Regions from separate parts of the Mus musculus genome. Here region 1 is linked to region 2. Evidence: chromatin contacts called from public HiChIP or PLAC-seq data. All regions are on one chromosome and are shown on one strand. Each heading gives the region's core, a stretch centred on a gene start, on an enhancer-like site or on the middle of the called end of the contact. The rest is flanking DNA. Distances are from core to core; before and after follow the strand shown. Region 1 overlaps Clcn3 (chloride channel, voltage-sensitive 3). Region 2 has its middle 58 kb from the start of Gm34730.

The links. HiChIP or PLAC-seq counts read pairs in DNA pulled down with a chosen protein or histone mark.
Region 1: an H3K27ac HiChIP or PLAC-seq map of epiblast stem cells shows a contact between it and region 2. The contact joins two enhancer-like sites. A contact is called at or near these places in 1 of 15 datasets of contacts at CTCF or cohesin (the NIH/3T3 cell line) and 1 of 115 datasets of contacts at active chromatin or transcription factors (epiblast stem cells).

What each region holds. Positions count from the first base shown.
Region 1 is chr8:60,937,922-60,940,621 of GRCm38.p6, reverse strand. Clcn3 (chloride channel, voltage-sensitive 3) reads left to right here. Exons shown (of 13, transcript NM_173873.1): 4 at 1,975-2,074. Among named protein-coding and RNA genes, the nearest start is that of Clcn3, 44 kb to the left of the region's middle. Within about 2 kb of position 1,296, at least 17 of the 459 cell types and tissues checked have an H3K27ac peak or open chromatin away from gene starts, as enhancers often do. A contact at or near this core is called in epiblast stem cells, where this site is marked.
Region 2 is chr8:60,572,350-60,575,069 of GRCm38.p6, reverse strand. No RefSeq gene overlaps it. Among named protein-coding and RNA genes, the nearest start is that of Gm34730, 58 kb to the left of the region's middle. Within about 2 kb of position 1,384, at least 3 of the 459 cell types and tissues checked have an H3K27ac peak or open chromatin away from gene starts, as enhancers often do. A contact at or near this core is called in epiblast stem cells, where this site is marked.

The sequences.
Region 1 (2,700 bases), core at 47-2,546, 370 kb before region 2:
CCAAATCCCACAGTATAGTGAATGCACACTGGTATCATCTAAAATGCACTTTTTCAAAACAGAGAAAACCTGTCTAGAAAAAAACCAAAAACAAAAAACTAATTCACTTAAAAATTGTAACTGTAAACTCACTATTTTAAATGTAACTAATATAAAAATAATACATTTTTCAAAATTAAAAAGTATTTGCAGAGTGATTTTTTTTAGTAGTCTTCATGATTGCCTGGCTTAATAAAAGACCGATACATTCTCATATCTGCTTTTCATCGTAGCAGCTTGTAAAAGATGAGCTCTTACGTGCATTTTGAATTGTCTTAACTCCAGCTTTGTTAAATTAAAATCCATTGCTTTACCTTGAACTTTGAGAATACATTTTCTTAACATGAAATTATCATGTAGAAGATACTAGTTTGCTGATCTATGTGGATTGTCAGATGTAGACAGCGGTTGGTTAATTGGTTGGTTGGTTGCTAGGTCGGTTAATTGGTTGGGTGGGTCCTGGGACTTTAACTCAAGGCATATACAATCTGACTAAGCTGGACATGGTTTCTCATGCAGAGCTTCCTGAGTTTCATGGCCTTCTGTTGTCTGTGGAGTTTTCTTTGAGAACTATTTTATCTCATATTGATACTTTTTATAAGATAGTATCATAATACAAGTATCAGAAAATTTCCACTGAGTAAGAATACTGTTTTTGTTTTTTTGTTTTGTTTTGTTTTTAATTTGTTTACAAAGTGACAGGTACTATTACCAGTGGGTATTTTGGTTTTTGTTGTTGTTGTTTTAAGAAAGCAGTGCAGCTTATTTAACTGATACTATATTGTTAAACATTTAGGTGATATCTATATTTTTGTAGCTTGGTGATGAATCAACACTATTTTACACACAGTGTTCTTGTACTGAAAATGGACCAGTAAGAGTTTATTGAACATCTGCTGTGTACAAACAGAAGAATAAGAAGAATGGCAGAGACTGTCTGAAAATGACTTAATACTATCTTTTAAAAATATGCTTATTTTTTATCAAGGAAAAACAAAGTGGAACTTAGTGACCACTTGTAAGACTTTCTAAAAAGTGGTTGATATCTGTGTTTGGATGCTTCTATTTGAAAGGGATATGATTTTCTTATTCACTGGGTCTTTTTAATTGGTCCTGTGGCTTTTGAATAGATGATCCACTCAAAATAGATCAGGTCATTGAATTCTTGCTGTACTTTTCTACAGGCTAGTTGAGCATTGTGGCCCTAGATGGACAATAGAGCTTCTTAAAGCTAAGCTGTGAGCAAGACAAAAGAAGCTAGTTTGGAATGGGTTTAGAAGTGCATTCTTGGGGAGACAAGCATGCTATTACAATAGCATACTGCTATTGTTAATGAGGGGAGATTTGCATCAAATCCGCTTTCTTCTTGTTAATCTCTTAGCTGCATGCAGTCAATCAGTCGAGGACAGTTTTCTTCTGGCTTGCAGGGAAGTCTTTGGCTGTTACAAGTAGGATTAGAGCTCTACACCTATGTATTCACAGTTCTGTAACTTGGGGGGATCACTCTGCTGGTGTGACTCAGGTATTATATTTTTGAGCAGTTTTTGTTCATTAATTTCAACTTTTAAACATAATTATATGTTACTAAAGTACTGAAGCCAGACTTTTACAGCTATATTATCTAACTTGTGATGTGTAAACTATCTGTGTGTAGCAGATAAGGTTTGAAACAGTGTAGATTAGACTTCCATGTGGCCCGTGGGCCCTAACAGTCAAATCCAGATGTTCTTATTTAAAAAACAAATAGATCTTTGCTTGATGTGTGGCCTCTGGCTATTAGGTACAGCTGCCCTGCAGAGTGATTTTTATCCCAAATTTGCTTTGTTATTCTTTAGTTTACAAGGTACTTTCTGTGTTATGAGACTTGAGAAAATTAAGTAGACTCAAGCATTGTAGAAATACAGTTTAAGAAATGAAACATATTTGTAATTTCAGATCAACAGTAAAAAAAAAGAATCAGCATGGGAAATGACAAAAAGTCTGTATGACGCCTGGTCAGGATGGCTTGTTGTTACACTGACGGGACTGGCATCAGGTAAGGGGAAGGCTTAAGGGAAACTTTTGCTTTATCTTGCTTGGCTTTGCTTTTAAGTTAACTGGATAACCCCCTCCTCCTTTTTGGGTACATTAGAATTTTTTAGAGTGCTTACGTTTCTTAGAAAAAAGTAAATATGAGATCAGGCGACTGAGTCTGATTGACTGGGCGCTTTGTCTTATCAATTTGGCTGTCCACTGTGACTGCCTAGTCCTAGAGAGAGAAGTTGAACTACTAGCAGCTGACAGTGTGAATCCCACTAGGGGTAGTAGAATCACTCTCCGCCTCCATCAGGCAAGACAGAAAACAGGAAAAAGTAAGATATTTGTGAAGACCAGAGAGAGAGAAGTATTGATAAGTGGCATGCGTTAAGAATGTTGTGCTCAGTCTGTCTGACCTATTGATTTCTTGTGATAAGAATGATCTAATTTGATCATAACTTTATATATTTTCAATATTTTGTCATTAAGATAATCTTTATATGTATAGCTTTCTGTTAATTAAGAAAAATTTCAAACTTACATGAATAATTCAGTGAATGATATGAACTTCCTTAATTATACATAATGAACATTTTACTCTATTCTTTTGTATTGAGACAATCTCAATATGTAACTCTGGCTATA
Region 2 (2,720 bases), core at 135-2,634:
AACCTAATCTTGGCTTCATCCTCCTTTCACCCCTCCCCCATCCCTTTCATTTCCAGTCCCCTTTTCAGGTAAACCCAGTTCTCCATGGCTGATGAATGGCTAAAAATGGTGTGCAATGTGGGGCCAGAAAAACTGGGTAGGGGGGACCCACTGAGAAATGCTGTCTTGGGTGGAGCTCCACAGTAAAGGAAAGTAGTAACAGAATCCTGCATGGAAAGCAACAAACAGTATTCATGTTAGCACTAGCTATTTATTTTTTGGAGGCTGTTGTTGCAGGAGATATATTGAGGAGATACAGGTTAAGCTGAAGAGGTGTTGACTCAATGCTGACTTCACCTAGGGGTGACAGTGCAATGGGACAGGGGAATTCTATATAGGCATTTGTCTGCAGCTAAGAGCTCCAGGTGAGAGGAGCAGGGTTTAAAAAACCAGATGTTAGAAAAATTCTTACCTCAAGTAGATTTATGCTGTCTATGGTTCCCAGAAGTAGGAATAAAAATATATAAATGATGAGAGAGAGAGAGAGAGAGAGAGAGAGAGAGAGAGAGAGAGAGAGAGAGAGAGAAGGTTTTAGAAAAGCAGTTGTCCCCTGTCCAGGACAAGTTAGCAAAAGTGAAGGAAAATGGATATAAGCTGTTTCAGAGCTCTCCTAGGGACAGGAAGAAATCGGGAGACATCTTGCTTCCTCTCTGGCTCCTACTGGATATATCTTTAGTTCAGGTTATATCTAGGTTCCTTTGGGACATCAAGTTTTCTTTCCTTTCTCTCTATTGTCTGTCCTTGTGCACCATTCTGTCCATGTTTGTTAATTTATGTCTGTTTTTGTTTCTTTGTTTGAATGATTGTTGTTCTATATTTCATGTTCAAAAGAAAAAATGGTTAAAACTTTATCTGCTGAATATCCACCCCTTGATTTAGTTCAACTTTTTAAAGGCAGTCTCTATTGGCTTTTGAGCCCTGCATCTGTAGTTAGGAGTCTAGCATAGCTGGAGAAGCTCTGCTAGGAGCTGATTGTCTGCAAAAACTGCTTGTAAAGGGGCAAGCAGCTTCTCAAGTTCTATGATAAGGGAACTGATAGTTGTTTCTTCTAGAAAAATCTCTGATTGTGATTATTGGGTTCAGAAGGTAACAAGGTGCACCTTTATTGAAATTATAGCTAGAAAAAATAAAAATCTTGTCTAGTCTAAACATATAAGATGTGTGTAGCCACTTTATTTTTGTTTCTGACTGGTTTTAAAAGTATAAATATATTCTGCATGTCTTGGTTATGGAGTAATGGCTTATAAGTTATTAGGTATTGTGCCCTTCCCCCAGCCTTGAGTTGTCTAAACAAGTCTCTGGCTGCTGGACCCAGGCGCCTGGCCTCACTGAATTTACACCTTCCTGCCTGAGCCTTGAGGAGCTGGCCACTTACTGAGCTTACTTTACAACTCAATCCAGTTGATACAAAGGGGTGGGTTTTGGATTTTGCCTATATAAACACAGAGCTCAAAATTAAAATTTGAGCCATGATCAGAGAACTTTGTCTTGGCTCATTATTTTTCTAGCCTGCCCATCCTATTCCATCCCCAACTCTCTGTCCAGGTGTACCTGGTTCTCCATGGCCACTGGATGGCTACAGGTGGTGCCCATATGAGGAGCTTGGACACAGGGCCACCAACTGAGGGCTGTCCTCGGTGGAGCTCCACAGAAAACAGTAAAAGTTATGTATTCTACATGGTGGTAAGCAACATACAACATTAATGTTAGTGCTATAAATTTCATCTTTTGAAGGCTGCTGATTGCAAGGGTGCAAAAGTGATACAGGCTAGACTGAGTCAGCATAGGCCCAGTGTTGATATCAGCTAGGGGTGACAGCACATTGGGATGGGAATTTTATATAGGCAATTGTCTGCAGCTTCCAAAAGGCTTCAGGCTAGAGGAGTAGGGTATAAAATAAAATAAGTAATAAACAAAACAGAACAACAACAAGATGCTAGATATACAAATGACGTGTGAGAGAGAGAGAGAGAGAGAGAGAGAGAGAGAGAGAGAGAGAGAGAGAGAAGGAAAAATGGATTTGGATTTCAGAGCTCTCCTAGGGACAGAAGGAAATCGGGAGACATCTGCTTCCTGTCTGGCCCCTACAGGAGACATCCTTAGTTGCTTACATCAAGTTCTCTTACCTCTCTGTACTGTCTGTCTTTTGTGCACCAATCTGTCCACATGTCAATTTGTGTCTGTTTTTGTTTCATTGTCTGAATGACTGTTGTTCTATGTTTCATGTTGAAAAGAAAAAAACGGTTAAAACTTTATCTGCTGGCTATCCATCTCTTGATTCAGTCTCATTTTGCACAGCAGAGGCTGGTTTAAGTTTCCCCATACACTTAGCCAGGAGTCAAGCACAGCAAGAGACGCCCTGCTGAAAAGCTGCTTTTAAAGGGGGCCAGTGGCTTGTCAAGTTCTAAGGCAAATAAGATGATAGGGTTTTTTTTTTCCCTAGAAAAATCTCTGCAATTGTGATTATTGTGTTCAGCAAATGACAAAGTGCTTTTTCTCTTGAAATTATAGCTAGAAAAAGTAAAAATTTTTTGATTGGTATAAATTTATAAGATTGGTATAGGTGCTTCATTTTGTTTCTGATTGGCTTTAAAGGTATAAATATGTTCTGCGTGTCTTGGTACTAGAGTAATGACTTATAAGTTATTGGGTATGCTTAAAAAGTTAGCTTAAAACCGGTA